Linked DNA regions of Mus musculus: region 1 is linked to region 2. The links are chromatin contacts, called in public HiChIP or PLAC-seq maps. All regions are on one chromosome and are shown on one strand. Each heading gives the region's core, a stretch centred on a gene start, on an enhancer-like site or on the middle of the called end of the contact. The rest is flanking DNA. Distances are from core to core; before and after follow the strand shown. Region 1 holds the start of Neurod6 (neurogenic differentiation 6). Region 2 overlaps Gm34441 (a long non-coding RNA gene).

What was found. HiChIP or PLAC-seq counts read pairs in DNA pulled down with a chosen protein or histone mark.
Region 1: an H3K4me3 HiChIP or PLAC-seq map of embryonic forebrain shows a contact between it and region 2, with 7 times the contacts expected there. The contact joins the promoter of Neurod6 here to the enhancer-like site in region 2. A contact is called at or near these places in 1 of 39 promoter capture datasets (cranial neural crest), 2 of 484 Hi-C or Micro-C datasets (LSK cells and forebrain neurons), 3 of 115 datasets of contacts at active chromatin or transcription factors (embryonic forebrain, forebrain and neural progenitor cells) and 2 of 9 other capture datasets (liver and pancreatic islet).

Annotation. Positions count from the first base shown.
Region 1 is chr6:55,679,201-55,683,596 of GRCm38.p6, reverse strand. It overlaps Neurod6 (neurogenic differentiation 6), which reads left to right and starts at 2,334. Exons shown (of 2, transcript NM_009717.2): 1 at 2,334-2,633; 2 at 3,926-4,396. The coding sequence starts at 3,947.
Region 2 is chr6:55,577,975-55,582,070 of GRCm38.p6, reverse strand. It overlaps Gm34441 (a long non-coding RNA gene), which reads right to left. Exons shown (of 7, transcript XR_869122.1): 2 at 3,639-3,707; 3 at 1,410-1,841. Among named protein-coding and RNA genes, the nearest start is that of Gm34441, 43 kb to the right of the region's middle. Within about 2 kb of position 2,775, at least 16 of the 459 cell types and tissues checked have an H3K27ac peak or open chromatin away from gene starts, as enhancers often do. A contact at or near this core is called in embryonic forebrain and forebrain, where this site is marked.

The DNA.
Region 1 (4,396 bases), core at 1,085-3,584, 100 kb before region 2:
ACAAGAACATTTTTGGAAAAGTTACTGTATAAACACCCTGAATCCTGGATGAACCCTCACCTAACAGTTGTTAGTCTCTACCCCTGCCTTTTTTTTTTTTTTTAAGAATAAAGAAAAATTAAGTGTTTCATGTAATAATAAACAATCACAATCCATGAACACTCTTTGTCCCCCTGGCCCCTCATCACTTCATTACTTCAGCACCAAAGGCTTTTCTTTCATGTTACCAGCCGGAATAGAAGAGCCACCAATATTCTCTCTCTCTCTCTCTCTCTCTCTCTCTCTCTCTCTCTCTCTCTCTCTCTCTCTCTCTCTCTCTCTCTCTCTCCGTCCCCCATGTAAACGTAAAATATAGGATCAGTCTTTCCCGTTTTCCCGTCTGTTACATTGGTAATAATTTTCTACAGAAATATCAAATCAGATTGTTACTGGCTTTTGACTTTTGTGTCTGTGACACATTTAATACAATACAGCTAGCTCCTGGGGACTTAGAACAGTTGTAACATGGGAGATCCAAGGCGGCTCTGCCTGCCTTTGTAGCTCAGGAATCTGATGTTTTCCCCTCCTTCACATTTAAAAATTAAATCACACACGAGAACAACTGACACCAGCATCTGCCTTTCTATTGATATTCTTGGTATTTATGCAAAATCACATTTAGATGTTGAACCAAAAGCTACACAAAATATATTTAAAACGTCACTAGTAAAACTGAGCTGCAAATTCTAAAATGACTGATGTGACAAGTTTTAGTGTGAAATACAAGCTAGCCCCACTGACCTATTTTAATCTATAAATTAATAGGTCTACTAGTGTTTTAAATTTTTGCTCTTTTTTTTACTGCCTCTTTAAGAGAGATGAAAAGCACTTTTCCCTAGCATCTTTCTTTTGGTCAACCCTCGATCTTTTCTACAACCTTTCAGGAAAGGTCAGGCAAACTTTTTTAAGGGGATAGACCTGAGTAGGGTAAAAGGAGCAGAATTGAACCTGGGTGCCAGTTTGGTTGAATCCAAAGTGTATTAAAGCGGCCGAATTCTAAATCTTTCAAAGGTGGGATTTATAAGGGAAGTGCTAACACGACCTCAACCATGCCAGGCTGCCAGGAATTATACTGGGACCAAGAGCATGCTTTTCCACATTAGAGCCAGAGATTGTGCAACTGTCAAACAATGCGGCTTGTCTTTATTTGTTTGTTTGTTTCACTTTTTCAAAAGTTCACATTTTGCCATTTTCTGGTGTGCCTAAAATTCCATGTCCGTTCGGGAAGGAGATGTCTCAGAGGAGGAGAGGAGTGGAGAGAGAGGGCCCCTAGCTTTACATCCTGTTTCATTAGAAGGGCTTTGCCAGCTCTGCTTAACTGCTTCTGCCCTGCTTCGTTAAAAAGGCACCAGGAGGGGGAACGAGGGAAAAGGAGAAATAGAACAGAACACTGATGTTAAAACAATAAGATACTTAAGTGAATCTGGGTCTAGAGAAAACAATGTAGCAAGGATAAAATTAGTAGGGCAGAGAAAAAAAATAATGAAAGCTCCAAAAATTAAGGAAATTAAACCTTTGGTTTAAAAGAATAAATAAAATGTGCTGCTGCCACATGTCAAGGGGAGAAAAACAGCAGATTGAAGCGATGGTTTTCCTGTTTATTGTGTCTGAAAGGAGAAAGCACAAGCAGGTTAAACACCAGGAGATCAGGGAGAGGAACTGAGAGGAGTTAGTGGCTCAGCGGTGAGCAAAATCTAACCAAAGACTCACTTTAGCTCTACAATTGGTCTGTGTGCAGTTCTGTCTGCATACACTCCCTCTGAAAAGTTGCGGAAAAGACAGCAGCAAGTGTAAGGGAGCATTTGAAGATGTCTTTCACAGACCCCAGATGGATAAACTGATCTTTTATTCTGAAATCCTGAGAAGCAAAGAAGTCGGGAGTAGAAAAATACACAGGCACACACCCACAAGTTACATGCCGTAAAGCAAAACAGGGAAATAAGAAGCCCTTTGCTGACCCCTTTGTCGACCTTAATCTTGGTTTCCTTCAGTATCCAACCCCAGCTTCTAGTTCCCACACAAGGCTCTCCTTCCCTGGTACCCAGATGCACCAGGAGGAGCTGGTGATCCTTGCAAAACAACAACCCCACAAACAACAAAAACCTCTCTCACTCACACAAAAGCCCACCTTGCAAATGAATGGAATATTAACGACTGCCTAACAGTTGCACCATTGGCAGGGCGAAACACATCACTAACACAGCTCTTTCTACAGATTGCCAGTGAGACCCGAGCAGCTAGAAGAGAAACACACCTACTGTATGTAAAAGGCTGGTGCAGATTTTTTCCCTATCAGTCTAACCTCCTGTGTTGATGCATGAATGCTGGTACCCACTTACAGGGATGCCAGATGATCAGTGCAGAATGAAGGTCCCAAGAGAGGATCACATGGCTCTCTCTGCCCTGTGACGTCACTAGCAGATGGCATGGGTACCAGCTCTGGCAGTTGGCATCAATGTCACTTTTTAGAGATCAATGAGATAGTGCAGATACACACAGATCTAGAGGCTCCAGGAGACGATGCGACACTCAGCCTGAAAAGATTTGGAAGATCCAAAATGAAAACTGATTATTGAATGAAATTAAAACCTAAGGTAATATAAATAAAGATCTACTCAATTGATGCTGGCTTTGCATGCAAGTATTTAAAGATACAGTATCACTGTCTTAGAGTATTTCTATGTTCTTTGCCATCTATAAGTTCTTATCATATTTCATTCTTATGATATAATTATCACATACTTTCATTACTATTATGTAACATTGCAAATATGTGTATATTTTGTGTGTGTGTGTGTGTGTGTGTGTGTGTGTGTGTGTGTGTGTGTATGTGTAGTGAGGGGCTGGAGATTGTTAAATTAAAAGTCTCTGTTTTAATGTGCCTATTTGGTTGAAGACTTTAGATGAAAAATATTTGCTGCTTTACCCAACAAAAACAAAAAAAAATGCATTTTAAACACAAATTATTTTCCCCTTTCATTTGGGATTCTGAACACACGTGCACAATTGCAGCCAGAATCCGTGGACCGTCCCTGTCCGATATTAGCTAGAGGGAGACTTCCGTGGCTCTTAGAACAAAAACACTAGGAGCGGAACAGCAGTAAACAGACAATTACATTGAGGGAATTCTTAGATGTTAAAGCAGTCGCAACATTTGCTTTGATTTAAAAAAAAAATGCCAGTAATGTTTGTGAGTTTTTTTCCCATTTGTTTATAGTTTTATTTTCGAATGACTCTACTCCCCTTTCCTTTCCTCGAGGCTGGGAGGGCAGCACTCTCTTGCATAGTTCTTCACTCATCAGGAAAAAAAATCAATTTTAAATTTGATCTGATTGATCTTTTCTTTAAATCTGCATGTTCTACAGTCACTTATCTAAATTCCCAGTTTGAGGTTAACAGAAAATAAAGTTGGGGAATATTTTTTTCTAACAAAACCCCCTCCGTTTGTTAGCTTAAGGGAGAGAGAACACTTTTCGTTTTAAACATTGGTTTCTTTTCTATTTTGTTCTCGGGGGAATTAGAATTAATGAAGGTCTGCATTATTGTGTCCTGCTTTTATTTGCTTTAACTCCACTCCATGTGTATTAAAAATCCAGTTTAAAATCCAAGAGAAATAGAAAATGCGATCGTCTCTAATAAGTATTTTCTTTTATATTTTCTTTTGATAATAACTTGCCTGTATAAATTAAGGCTTCTGCATAGATCAATGTCTTTATGATTGTTGGTCTGTGAAAACTCAAATTTTTTATTTAATATAAGAGTCCTGGAATCAGTCTTTTTCATTCTGCTCTTGGAGTCTTAACGATTTAGTCATCAAATATATTTTGAAGTATATCAATGCTAAAAATGAAAACACTTTACATACTGTGCTGGCATTTTTTTTCAGGTAAATTAAGGTTAAAGAACCATGTTAACACTACCGTTTGACGAGTCTGTCGTAATGCCCGAATCCCAGATGTGCAGAAAGTTTGCTAGACAATGTGAGGACCAGAAACAAATTAAGAAACCAGAGAGCTTTCCAAAACAAGTTGTCCTTCGAGGAAAGAGCATTAAAAGGGCCCCTGGAGAAGAAACCGAGAAAGAAGAGGAGGAAGAAGACAGAGAGGAAGAAGATGAGAATGGCTTGTCCAGAAGGAGGGGGCTCAGGAAAAAAAAGACCACCAAACTACGACTGGAAAGGGTCAAGTTCAGGAGACAGGAAGCTAATGCGCGCGAGAGGAACCGGATGCACGGCCTCAATGATGCTCTGGACAATTTGCGAAAAGTGGTCCCCTGTTACTCTAAAACCCAAAAACTGTCCAAAATAGAAACTTTACGACTGGCCAAAAATTACATCTGGGCACTTTCTGAAATTCTG
Region 2 (4,096 bases), core at 1,526-4,025:
TGCCAGGAACCCAGAGAGATGTGTTTCTTTGTTTTGTATAGCAATCCTATTTCTAAATGGAAAGCTGAAAATCCAAAAGGACAAGACAACCGTGAATGCTGGAACCATAGTTCCTGCCCAGGCCTCTAGGACAATCCTTTGGTAGACAATGGAAGGGGCCAAAATTCATGCACATTCCCAGTTCAGTAGCACCTGCAGTGCCTCATACTAGCTCTGAATCCTGACTTACAGCCCCATGCATTTGATACTATATCGTCATATGCCTCTTAAAAGGCAGGCCCAGGTAGAGCTGGCATAATAGTGGGGTGGGAAGATTAATTAAGGAATGGTTTGTACGGTATGAAAAGACTCACAACAGGGTTCCTTTAAATAGTCAGCCCTCCTAATGCTTTCATTATGTAGGTTGATTTTCCAAAAATAGTAAGTTTACAAAAAAACAAAAAAACAAAAAAAACAACAACAACAAAAAACTTTTCAGGACTATAGTTGTTGCGTAAAGTAAAGCATCTATCACAAGTTTCCGGTCCAGAGACAGGCTCCAAGGAAGATCAGCTGGATACAATCCCATCAGCTCTGCTCTCAAGGGCAATAGCAGCCCACAGCCGGGGGACTAGAGACCCCAGCCAAAAGGGCTTTGGGAAGAAAGTGCTACCGGGAGGAAGAATCCTAGCATCTGCTTTCTTGAGTGTAAGAGCTTCTCTCTGCCCCTTCTTCTTCCCCAAAGCACAAGGGTCTCCCTGTTCCCAAGAGCAGTCTGCTCTCCCACTGTATTTGACATCTGTTCTTCATCGCACCCTAGGAAATGGGTTGCCAGCAGTCCCTTGCTCTGCAAAGCATTCAGTGAGCTCCCTCTTACCCGGCATTTTCTCCCCATTCTCCCTTTACATCTATGCTCCCCAGACTTTGGGTGTGATTGATCCACGTTTCTGAACCTTGGGGCCACAGCGCCATGATAGCTCATGAATTAGGATTCTGACTTTAATTACTTATAATTTTGGAACACTTAATAAATTAATAGTCCACAGTTATAATCCTACATATACATACATGTTTGGATCAGAAAGCTTGTGCTCGCTCAGTGCAAGGACTCTCTCTGATTCACCTCTGGACCTCCATTGTGCGGGGGTGGGGGGGCCAACTGTTATGATTTCATAACAAAGGAGAAGAATGTAAAATTCAAAATACTATTTGTTCATTGTCAAGGCCTGAACTAGTGTGCTAGTCACATCAGAAATAGAGTTTTAACACACAGCAAGATGATCTAAATGGTCTATTTCTAATTTGGTTCCTTTGCCTCCCAAAATACCACTGTAAAACTATTTCATTAGTAAAATCAGTAAAAGAAGTCTATTACATCTCCTTAGATAATGTTACCACTGTTGAGCATGTCAGGCCAAAGCCCCCATTACCTTGGATGGGATTCCAGCAGATAAGCCTTTATAATTCTAATCCGCATTTCCTTTTATCCTCAATTACTAGAAGAAAGGAAAAGACAGAGGTGAAAAGTTAAAGGGGAATAATATTGCCGTGCTTACAGTCTCTCTCCCCCCTCCCCAATGTTTTTCTCTTTAATGCGTGCAATTGGTAATTAAATATATTTCTGCTGGTCTTGTGGCCATATGCCTACAATATGTAAAACTACATTTGTGCTTTTCCCCCTCCATTCCTTTTGTTCCCATTGCTGACTGCTGTCAGAGAGAGAGAGAGAGAGAGAGAGAGAGAGAGAGAGAGAGAGAGAGAGAGAGAGAACAGTCCAGATTCCCGTGTGCTGGTATCCATGGGCTCCGACGTGCCAAGCTGCCAGTCTGGGCCGTCACACCTTGCTGCCTTTAAAGATTGCCCTGCAGAGATAGAGGGAAATGGCAATTTTTACATGATGCAGTCTGGCGACCCAAGAGATTTGAAGTCAGAACTGGTGCCAAGATTTACCCAGGAGAGCAAGCAGAGGCAAAAAAAAAAAAAAAAAAAAACCTGGACCAAAAGGGGGGAAAAAAAAAAGAAAGAAAGAAAGAAAGAAAGAAAGAAAAGAAAAGAAAGGAGATGCAGGGAGGGGTGGGGGATGGGAAGTCATGGTGAAATCTCTGGGGGTTCTCTCCAAAGGCCTGAGCTGAAGGCTCCTGAGTGGGCAAAGGCTAAGATTCTAGGACTGCGTGGGTCCTAAAGAAAGTCAAAGGGAAGAGGTCGGCTTTTTTGCATGCCCTAAATTGTAGTAGATTGCAGAATGTAAATGAGACAATTATTACACCAACGCTCATCAAGCTGGGCTGGAAAGACTTCAATAGCCTGATGAATATGCATGCAAATTTGTTAATTAAGTTAATTATTCTGCTGAAAATTCATTTGTCTTCCAAGGACATTTTCCCCATGACTTTAACATGCGAGCGCCATTAGTCACGCTCCGTGCGATTCCACCTTACTTTTGTCCACTTCCTTCCCCCGCCTTGTTTTATAAAAATATTTTAAAGTTGTCAAAAAACACTCAATTGGTTCTTTTAATTGACCCCTGCCATGTTGGAAGATGCCTGGAGCCAGCTCGGTAGGCACTCTCAGAAACACGTTTCAATTAAATATTTCCTTGATATATAAAATGTCTGCAAAATGTCACATTGGTGGGGAGGAGAAGGGCTCTATCTGGGATCATTAAAGCTCGAATGTGAATGTTCTCTGTAGTGACTGTAAGAGGTAATCTGTCCCTGCTGTGGGCGATTTCCCAGCTCTGAGTGCTATTTGATGCTGGGATCTACCTTGCTGTGGAGGCGGTGATTCCAGGCTTGCCGCTCCTCCTGCCTCAAGGCAGAAGGAAAGCCAGTGAACATGTGTGTTCAAACAAGAACTGGTACTATGGTGGTTTTCTGTCACCCATGAGGGCCCAAACCTGTTACCATGGCAACATGGGGGGGGGAATGGTGGGTTTAAAATCACATCTAAATGGCAAATTGAGATATTTGAAACAAACAGTCGGGTTTAATTTTGTTAGCAAAAAAAAAAAAAAATTGTAGGGTGATATTTTTTTAATGACCATCCCTTTGCTGGAGAAAGTGGGTTTACTTAATGGAGGCCTTCGCTGTGGGCCTCACAATCATAATCAATAGTAGACTGGGAGATTCTGACCAAATGCCTGATCTTAAGGCTCCTAGATACACATGAAATATCCTGTTCAAACCTCCCCAGACCAATATCTAGTCACCACTACTGGGCCAGTTCAGATGCAACAGAACACAGGCCTGATACAGATTAATGTTCTTAGTGGAGTCTTGAGAAAGAGTATTTGAAATCAATACCATTCCAGAAAAGCAGAAGGGCTGGGATTGCCTGTATGTGTTAGACAATCGCTGTCAGAAGGGCTAGCCTCAGCTGCAGCCAAGGTCACCTGTGTGTGTTAGACAATCACTGTCAGAGGGGCTAGCCTCAGCTGGGGCCAAAGTGACCTGTGTGTGTTAGACAATCACTGTCAGAGGGGCTAGCCTCAGCTGGGGCCAAGGTGACCTGTGTGTGTTAGACAATCACTGTCAGAGGGGCTAGCCTCAGCTGGGGCCAAGGTGACCTCATGTGCTGCTTCAAAGCTGTGCTCGCACCCTTTGTTCTCCTTAGAACAGCAGATTCACATCCTCCCAAACTTCTTTCAGAAAGAAGCTCACCCATGTGACTTCCGGCTACCAAGCTTCATCTCATCTCACAGCTAAGGCAGATCACACTCTTGGAGCCAGCTAAAGGAAAGAGGACATCATAATGAAAGGAACAAAATTTAATTGAAAGAGTAGAAGAAAAATTAATTGGCATGCCACATCTTTGGAGCCAAAGTATCTGTTTTATACACTATGAGTGGCACTCCATGTCACATAGATTGTAAACCAATTAAGATGATATTTTAAACCCTGAGATTTCTATAATTCCATCTGTTTTAGGTTTAATTAACAAAGTTACAAAAGCCAAATATATTTGAATGTTTTGAAAGCAGGCTGAATGGCAAAAGAAAAAATGAAAAGTTCCCATAAATATTTAACTATATAATCATGTACATTTCATGAGAATGTACTTTCCATGTGCTCTAAGACGTTACATGCGATTTTTTTCTATATTTTACCAACAAGAAACC